Linked DNA regions of Macaca mulatta: region 1 is linked to region 2. Evidence: chromatin contacts called from public Hi-C data. All regions are on one chromosome and are shown on one strand. The core of a region is the stretch at or near the end of the contact, and the rest is flanking DNA. Distances in the headings are between cores, read along the strand shown.

Region 1 (3,781 bases), core at 1,049-3,548, 84 kb after region 2:
AACAAGATGAAATTCCATCTCTACTAAAAAGACAAAAAAATTAGGCGGGCATGGTGGCACACGCCTGTAGTCCCAGCTACTCAGGAGGCTGAGGCAGGAGAAGTGCTTGAACCCAGGAGGCAGAGGTTGCAGTAAGCCGAGATCTCGCCATTGCACTCCAGCCTGGGCAACAAGAGCGAGACTGTCTCAAAAATAAAGAAAGAAAGGAAGGAAGGAAGGAGGGAGGGAGGGAGGGGGGGACAGAGAGAGAGAGAGAGAGAAAAAGAAAAAAAGAAAAAAAGAAAAAGGAAGGAAGGAAAGAAAGGAAAGAAAGAAAGAAAGAATGATTGATTGGTTCTGGTGGGGATATTAATTACAATACCTGCCTCCCCAGAAGTGGGCATATGACACACAGCTAGGCCTATTAAAATTCTTTTCTCAAATTTTACGTGAGAAGTAGGGAAAGCTCTTAATTTTCTGGGAATTGCTAAATTGGCCAAATGTAAGACCAGAGTTGTCTGCAACTGTGTCCCACTCTCTACTCCACTCTTCCGTCACAGGAGCCTGTTCACAAGAGGACAATATACTCGAGTCCTGAAAACATGTTTGGATCTCCAAGGCCAGTTTATGCAAGGCAATATTTTATTTTTTTGAGAGTTAATTTTAAAAATAGTTTTATATAATTTAAAATTAAACAATAAATAACTTTTAATTTTTTTTTTTTTGTTTGTTTTTTTAATCTTTAGAGATGGAGTGTCACTCTGTTGCCCAGGCTGGTCTCAAACTCCTGAACTCAAGCAATCCTCCCACCTCAACCTCCCAAAGTGTTAGAATTAAAAGCATAAGCCACCATGCCCGACCTTAAAAACAATTTTAAATAGAGGCTAACTTTTGTATTTTTTGTAGAGATAGGGTTTCACTATGTTGCCCAGGCTGGTCTCAAACTCCTGTGCTCAAATGATCCTCCCACCGTGGCCTCCCAAAGTGCTGGGATTACAGGTGTGAGCCACTGCACCAGTGAAGGCAGTCTTTTTTTCATTAGTTTGTGTTGGTTTTTAACTACTTAAAACACAGATTAAAGCAGATCATAATTTACATTTTCTACAGGAGCTGACACACCCTCACCACGTAGTATTAAAATGGATCCAGCATGCACAACAATATGAATATACTCAGGACTACTGAGCTGTACACTTAAGGTTAAGATGGTAAATGTTTTTTAAAAAAGAAAATTTTTTATATTTTAAAAATGGATTTGGGTTCCCTTTTCTCAAAGAAGTTGAACTGCCTTCACTTAAATTCTCTTTACATTTCGGTGCTTCTAGAGATAGAGAAATCAAGGGCATTATTATTGTTAGTACTGCTTTTTAGCCAAAAAGAAACTGAGAGCGATGAAGTATCTTGCCTAAAGCATCACACAGCAGAGCTCTAGGCAGCAAGGCCAGGACTAGAACCTGCACCCCTTGCCTTCATTATGTTCATCCTGTACCTTACCTGGCTGAAGAATAATTTAATAAATGCTCCTCTAACTTCATGCAGAAGGCGGAACCTGCACCCCTCTGGGCCCTTTTTGACCCCTTACATCCCACTCATCGTTAAATTTTAAAATGCTGTTCTCTGAAAATTTTACTTCACTCTAGCGATGGCCTGAACCCTGGGAAAAAAATGCAGCATGAGGATGGGGAGCCAAGTGGATAGGTTTTTCACTTAGTAACTACTTATTGAGTACTCAGAACGCACTCGGTGCCAGAGTCAGGCACTGTGGATGAGTAGGGAGTGGACGAGACAGGGACGAGATAAGCAGGGTCAAGGCCAGGGGGTCCCGGGGCGCCGGCGCTTAGGCTCGGGGTGATCCGCGCGGTGGGAGCGGGGCACGTGACCGCGGCGCGTCTGGGGAAGCCCGGCCTGAGGGAGGCCGCCTGTCCCACGGAGACGCCCATCGGAGTCGGACCCAAACGCCTCCGAGAAGGGTCTCAGCGGGGAGGGACTCCTCGGCTGTTGTAGGACCCAGCCGCTAGTCCCGCCGGCCGCAAGGAAGCGGAGGACTCACCGGATACCAGTACTCGGGACTCCACAAACTCCCTCAGCCTCCGGGCCGGAAGTCAGGGGCGCCATTCGCTCTGCCCACTACGCACGCCCCTGCGCAGGCCCGCAAGTCGAGCTGCTGGACTGCAGCTCCCGGGATGCACTGCGACGATATTGACAGAGGCAGCAGCCAATAGACGGTAGAGGATGCTCTTGATAGGAGGCGGGCCCTCTCGGTAGTTCCTCAGCAGCCAGTGGGCGTCTCCGCGGCGAGTGGAATCGACCCCGCCCCCAGCCCGTGCTCGCAGGTGCCGGGTCCCAAGTCCCGCGGTCCCGGGTTCCCAGAGAGGTGAGTCGGCTGCAGGTGGGTGCGGGGCGCCAGGCTGCTCGGGGTAGCGGTGTCGCAGTCGCCAGTCCGAGCTCGCACCGGCCGTGGAGTTCAGCTGCGCACCGGGTTGCGGCAGCTTCGCCAGGCCTGGGGCTGGCTGGGCCGCGGGGCCGCCCTGGAGGCCGGAGCCACCGGGCCTGCGGCGCCTGGGCAGGGAGCAGCCGCTTCGCTCGCGTGCAGGAAGCTGTTCGCTACCTCACACCCCCGGCTGGCGCTGTGGCCTTGCTCAACTCTACCGTTTAACACCCGGTGACATGCGCCAGGTCGGTTGCTGCCGTCATGCGGGAGAGTTGGGGCAAGCTACCTGTGACAGCTTGAACTTTTCCTAGGGATTCCGCTCCACCCGCCAGTTAGAGCGTATTGCTCATTAAACCCGAGACCTGTGTGCTTGCTACTGAAATAAAAGAAATATTTTTTCCCCAGAGTCCTTGTAGGACATTATGACTTTTCTCCTTTGCAAGACTTCAAAAAACTGACAGGAAGACAAAACTCTTCCCACTCCCAGGGACCGCGTTGTCTTGAGTTTGGCTAGTAAAGGCTAGCAAGTGAGGCCTTGTCTCTGCATCCCGTTCTCCCTAACATCCTCAGAGAACGTTCGTTTTTGGAGTCTTTCTAGTATTCAGAGACTTCTCCAAGGTCATGATCCCAAAGGCTTAACACGTTTACAAGGAGAGAGTTGTCTCCTGACGCCCAAAATGGCAGCTAAAATGGAGATAACTTTAAGCTCCAACACTGAAGCTTCCTCCAAGCAAGAGAGACACATAATAGCCAAACTAGAAGAGAAACGGGGGCCTACTCTGCAAAAAAACTGCCCCGATCCTGAGCTCTGCCGCCAGAGCTTCAGACGCTTTTGTTATCAAGAGGTGTCTGGACCCCAAGAGGCACTCTCCCAGCTCCGACAGCTCTGCCGTCAGTGGCTACAACCCGAGCTGCACACCAAGGAGCAGATTTTGGAGCTTCTGGTGATGGAGCAGTTCCTGACCATCCTGCCCCCAGAGATCCAGGCTCGGGTCAGGCATCGATGTCCAATGAACAGCAAGGAGATTGTGACCCTCGTGGAAGATTTTCACAGAGCATCCAAGAAACCAAAGCAGTGGGTAAGGAGGGTCCTCTCCCATCATCCTGGGGATTTCTTTTTCATCTAGGTAATGTTTGGTATCTGGATCTCTCCCTATTTAAGGACTGAGTCTCAGAAGTGGACTGGATGGCTTCAGAAGTTGCTTCCAGCCTCTGTCTGGGAACCTATTCCGAGTTGTTAACAGGTTTTTAGAAAATCTAACTACTGATACCCAGTGAGGCAACAGAGGACCAACGTTCTTGCCATTCCTTTATGCACCTTATGTCACCAGAAGTAAAAATTGTAAGGTTCTTGAATCCCTTCTGTCAGCT
Region 2 (4,274 bases), core at 176-2,675:
CTGTGGACAAAATCCCTGTGGACAAAAGGTCTTTTATAATTTCCCCAACCCCAAATCAACTGATTTTCTCGGAGTTCTCACAGAATTCAGTTTATGTCCTATTCTTACTTTGTGTTACTGATATTCATGACATTGCCTCAGTCCTTTCAATAGACTGCTTAAGGACAAAGACGTCTTTTTTTTTTTTGAGACGGAGTCTCGCTGTGTCGCCCAGGCTGGGGTACAGTGGCGCGATCTCGGCTCACTGCAACCTCCGCCTCCCGGGTTCACGCCATTCTCCTGCCTCAGCCTCCGAGTAGCTGGGACTACAGGCGCCCGCCACCACGCCCGGCTAGTTTTTTGTATTTTTAGTACAGACGGGGTTTCACCATGTTAGCCAGGATGGTCTCGATTTCCTGACCTCGTGATCCACCCGCCTCGGCCTCCCAAAGTGCTAGGATTACAGGTTTGAGCCACCGCGCCCAGTCAAGGACAAAGACGTCTTACTCAGCTCTGTAACACTGGCTACGCATAGCTGACTTAATAGTCCCTTGACTGCTATAGGCTGACGTTACAAAAACTGGTAATTCGGAAACCACTCATACTGGACTTATTAAATAATCCCTCAACTGGTACAGACTGACATTACAAAAACTGATTAATTCAGAGATCACCGAACACCCAAAACACTTAGATTCTTATAACTATGATTCAGTAAATATGTGTGGAATGCTTATCTTATCCAGGTGACTATGTTAGGCGCTGCATGAGATACGAGATGAAAACAAGGTTCCCATTTTCCTGGGAAGAATACTGGAGTGGAAAACGCAGAAGATATCACAACAGGAGAGCTATTTCCGATTAGCCGCCGCCACTGCTGAGCTATGTGACCCTGAGCAAGTCATTAGGTCTTCGTTTCTCTGTCAAGGAGAGGTAGAAAAAGTACCTATTTCACAGGTTCAAACCTACCTCACAAGAAAAAATAGTTGTGGGGAATGCGTCACGAGACCTAGAAAACGGTACAAAACCCTCGGGGGGCCGTTGTTTCTGAGCTAGCCAGTGGCCCGACCCGGACAAAATGCCTCTACGTCGAGGAGGCTGCGACGAGCCCAGCAACAGCTCGAGCGCTGCCGGCCGGGCCGCGGGAAGCCCGAGGACGCGGCGCGCGCAGCTGGGCGGCGACCCTTACCCGGCGAGGCTCCCGGGCCCCGACAGCCACACAGAACAGACGTGGCAGTGCGACGCCTCCCCCACTGGGGACACCAGACGGCGACAGCCACGCGGTGAGCCGGTGCAAGGCCCTCTAGGCTTCCGCGGGTCTGGAGACTCGGTAGCGTTAACCCTTCCCCACCTCCGGGGCCGGCAGCAGTTTCTCTGGCGAGGAAGTAGGCCGGTTTCAGACGCCTTAGCCGGAAGGCGGGCCTCCGCGCGCCCTCGGAAAGCGTCACTTCCACTTCCGGCCGGCTCTCGGGCTCTGAGCCTGGACAGGGCAGCGGTAGGGCAGCACCGCTGTCGGACGGCGGTTGCGCGCCTCAGATCGGCAACCTTCCGCGCGGCGGCTTGAGTTTGAGCGTCAGAAAGCGAGGAGCGGCCTTCACGGAAGCCAGGCTGGCCGAGGTAACCGAGAAGCAGCTTCCCCTATGGCTTAGACCCTGAAGTCGCTGAAGCGGCGGCGGCCGCAGGGGGGCAGACATTTTCCGTAGGCGGCGGCCGCGGCGCTTCCGGGCCGCGCGGCTGGATCCTGAGGCGGGGCCCCCGTCGGGCTCGAGAAACCATTCTCTCCCTGCTTTTCGCAGCTATAGTCCAGAGGCGCGGCTGAAGCTCGCTGGGACACTGCCCGCTTGCCTAGTGCCCGCCGGCACGCCTGTCGCAGACACAAGCTGTGGCGAATCCGAGTGCTGGCAGGCAGCAGTGCCTGCAGCTCCTTTACCTCAGACCCTTTACCGCCTCCGCTGGCATTTCCGTGTCCGGCTGATGTTATGCGGTCGGTTGAGCCTCAGGGCTAGCGGCTTCTGCTGATGCAAAAACACAGGAAGTGTCTCTGTGCTTCCGGAGCCGGGGTGGGCAGCGGGGCGCTGGCCACTTCTTTGAATACCGGTGGCATCCTGGCCAGAATTTCGGTGCCGTTTCTGCTGGCTTACTTCAGGAAAAGTGAGGCTCACGGCTCTCCTCAGCCCCACTTAGAAGTCTAAATGACCTTCCGAGAAATGTAAAGTCAGCAAAAGTTTCACTTTCATCGTCACCAGCTCCTATTGGAGTTGATATTTCGTAGACATCAGCGACAAAAAGAAAATATGACTTGATATTTTGTAAATAAAATATCCTTTCTTACGTGATATTTTGTAAACAGACCAGTTGTGATTTTGTCCAGATCAAGTAAGCACAGTTAAAAATGCGTGTAGGCCGGGCGCGTTGGCTCGCGCCCGTAATCCCAGCAATTTAGGAGGCCAAGGTGGGTGGATCACGAGGTCAGGAGTTCGAGACTAACCTGGCCAAGGTGGTGAAACCCTGTCTCTAATAAAAATACAAAAATTACCCGGGCATGGTGGTGTGTTCCTGTAATCCCAACTACTCGGGAGGCTGAGGCAGGAGAATGACTTGAACCCGGGAGGTGGAAGTTGCAGTGAGCTGAGATCACGCCACTACACTCCAGCCTGGGTGACAGGAAGAGACTTCATCTCAAAAAAAAAAAAAAAAAAATTAATATAAATCATCTGCATGGCAGGCTTTATGTGTCTTGCAAAGAAGAATGATGGGCATATTTTTGCTTACTTGGGAGACATGGTCTGAAAATAGTTTACTTTTTTACTTTCCTTCTGTAGTAACCCCTCCCCCCACTTTATCTGGGTTTCACTTACCCGCTGTCAACTGCGGTACAAAAAATATTAAATGGAAAACTCTAGAAATAAATAGTTCATAAGTTTTAACCCTTTTTTTTTTTTTTTTGAGATGGAGTCTCGCTTTGCTGCCCGGGCTGGAGTGCCCTGGTGCGGTCTCAGCTGACTGCAACCTCTGCCTCCCGGATTCAAACAGTTCTCCTGCCTCAGCCTCCTGGGTATCTGAGACTACAGGCACGCACCACCACACCTGGCTAATGTTTGTATTTTCAGTGAAGAAGGTTTCACCATATTGGCCGGGCTGGTCTTGAAGTCCTGATCTCAGGTGATCCACCCACGTTGGGCCTCCGAAAGTGCTGGGATTACAGGCATGAGCCACCGCGCTCCGCCAGTTTTAAGTAACTTATTACAGTGTTTTATTGTTAATCTCTTATTGTATCTCATTTATAAATTAAACTATCATAGCCATGTATACATAGAGAAAATAGTAAAATGCAGTTAGATGCTGTTGGGGGTTTTAGGTATTCACAGAATGTACTGGAACTTACACCCCTTGGATAAGGGGGTACTACTGTATTTTGATCTCACTGTCTCAGCTCTTTTGCCAGTATTCCTACAATGGAAAATCTTAAATGTTGTTTTTTAAGGTGCCTTTATTTTTAGTTTTTAAATTAGAGAGACAAAGTCTTGCTCTAACTCCCAGGCCAGAGTGCAGTGATGAGGTCATGGCTCATTGCAACTTTGAATTCCTAGGCTCACGTGACTCTCCCACCTCAGCCTCCTGAACTAGAACTACTAGTGTGCTCTACCATCCTGGCTTTTTTTTTTTTTTTAATTTTGTGTTTTGTAGAAACGGGGTCTTGCTATGTTGCTCAGGCTGGTCTGAAACTCCTGGCTCAAGTGATCCTCCCACCTCGGTCTCCAAAAGTGCTGGGAATACAGGCATGAGCCACTGCACCTGGCCTAAAATGTTTTTAAAGTGAAGGCTTCCATCTTCACAAGAGGGTGAAGGGTCATAAAAGTTGTACTCCCCTTACTAAAGACAGACTGGGATGATCTGTTAAAATTTAAGAGAATCTCAGAATGTTTTCCTAATCTTATTTTCTCCTATTCTTTTCTTATGGGGAAGATGGGATAGGAGGCACACCAGTTAAATCCTTGGAAAATCCCAAAATACCTTTCAGCCAATGGGTGCCAATTTTCTTACCCACCAACCTTTCCTAAATTGTTTTTCTTTTTATAAAAAAGACAGTTGTCCACTGACATTTGTCTGTTTTGTGCTGTGCTTGAGCTGAATAATAGAAAAGGAGAAAAACAAAGAACCTGCTAGTTGATTTTGAAGGGAAGACAGGACATCTTTTCTGTTCTTTTTTCTCATAAGTAGCAAGTGATGAGGGTCATGTGAGTTTCTTATTGATATGTACTTTTTTTTCTTGTCCTCAGTGCTTTTAGGAAGAA

Evidence for each region. Hi-C and Micro-C count contacts between places; a contact is called where the count stands out from the background.
Region 1: a Hi-C map of fetal cortical plate shows a contact between it and region 2, with 2.0 times the contacts expected there. The contact joins the promoter of ZSCAN32 here to the promoter of ZNF75A in region 2. A contact is called at or near these places in 3 of 14 Hi-C or Micro-C datasets (blood, cortical neurons and fetal cortical plate).

The regions. Positions count from the first base shown.
Region 1 is chr20:4,619,950-4,623,730 of T2T-MMU8v2.0, forward strand. ZSCAN32 (zinc finger and SCAN domain containing 32) reads right to left here and starts at 2,299. Exons shown (of 7, transcript XM_001093932.5): 1 at 2,030-2,299. All of the region lies in intron 7 of ZNF75A (zinc finger protein 75a), which reads left to right. It overlaps ZNF174 (zinc finger protein 174), which reads left to right and starts at 2,368. Exons shown (of 3, transcript NM_001266897.1): 1 at 2,368-3,489. The coding sequence starts at 3,088.
Region 2 is chr20:4,537,279-4,541,552 of T2T-MMU8v2.0, forward strand. ZNF75A (zinc finger protein 75a) reads left to right here and starts at 1,426. Exons shown (of 8, transcript XM_077985481.1): 1 at 1,426-1,596; 2 at 4,260-4,274. It also overlaps a transcript of TIGD7 not described here.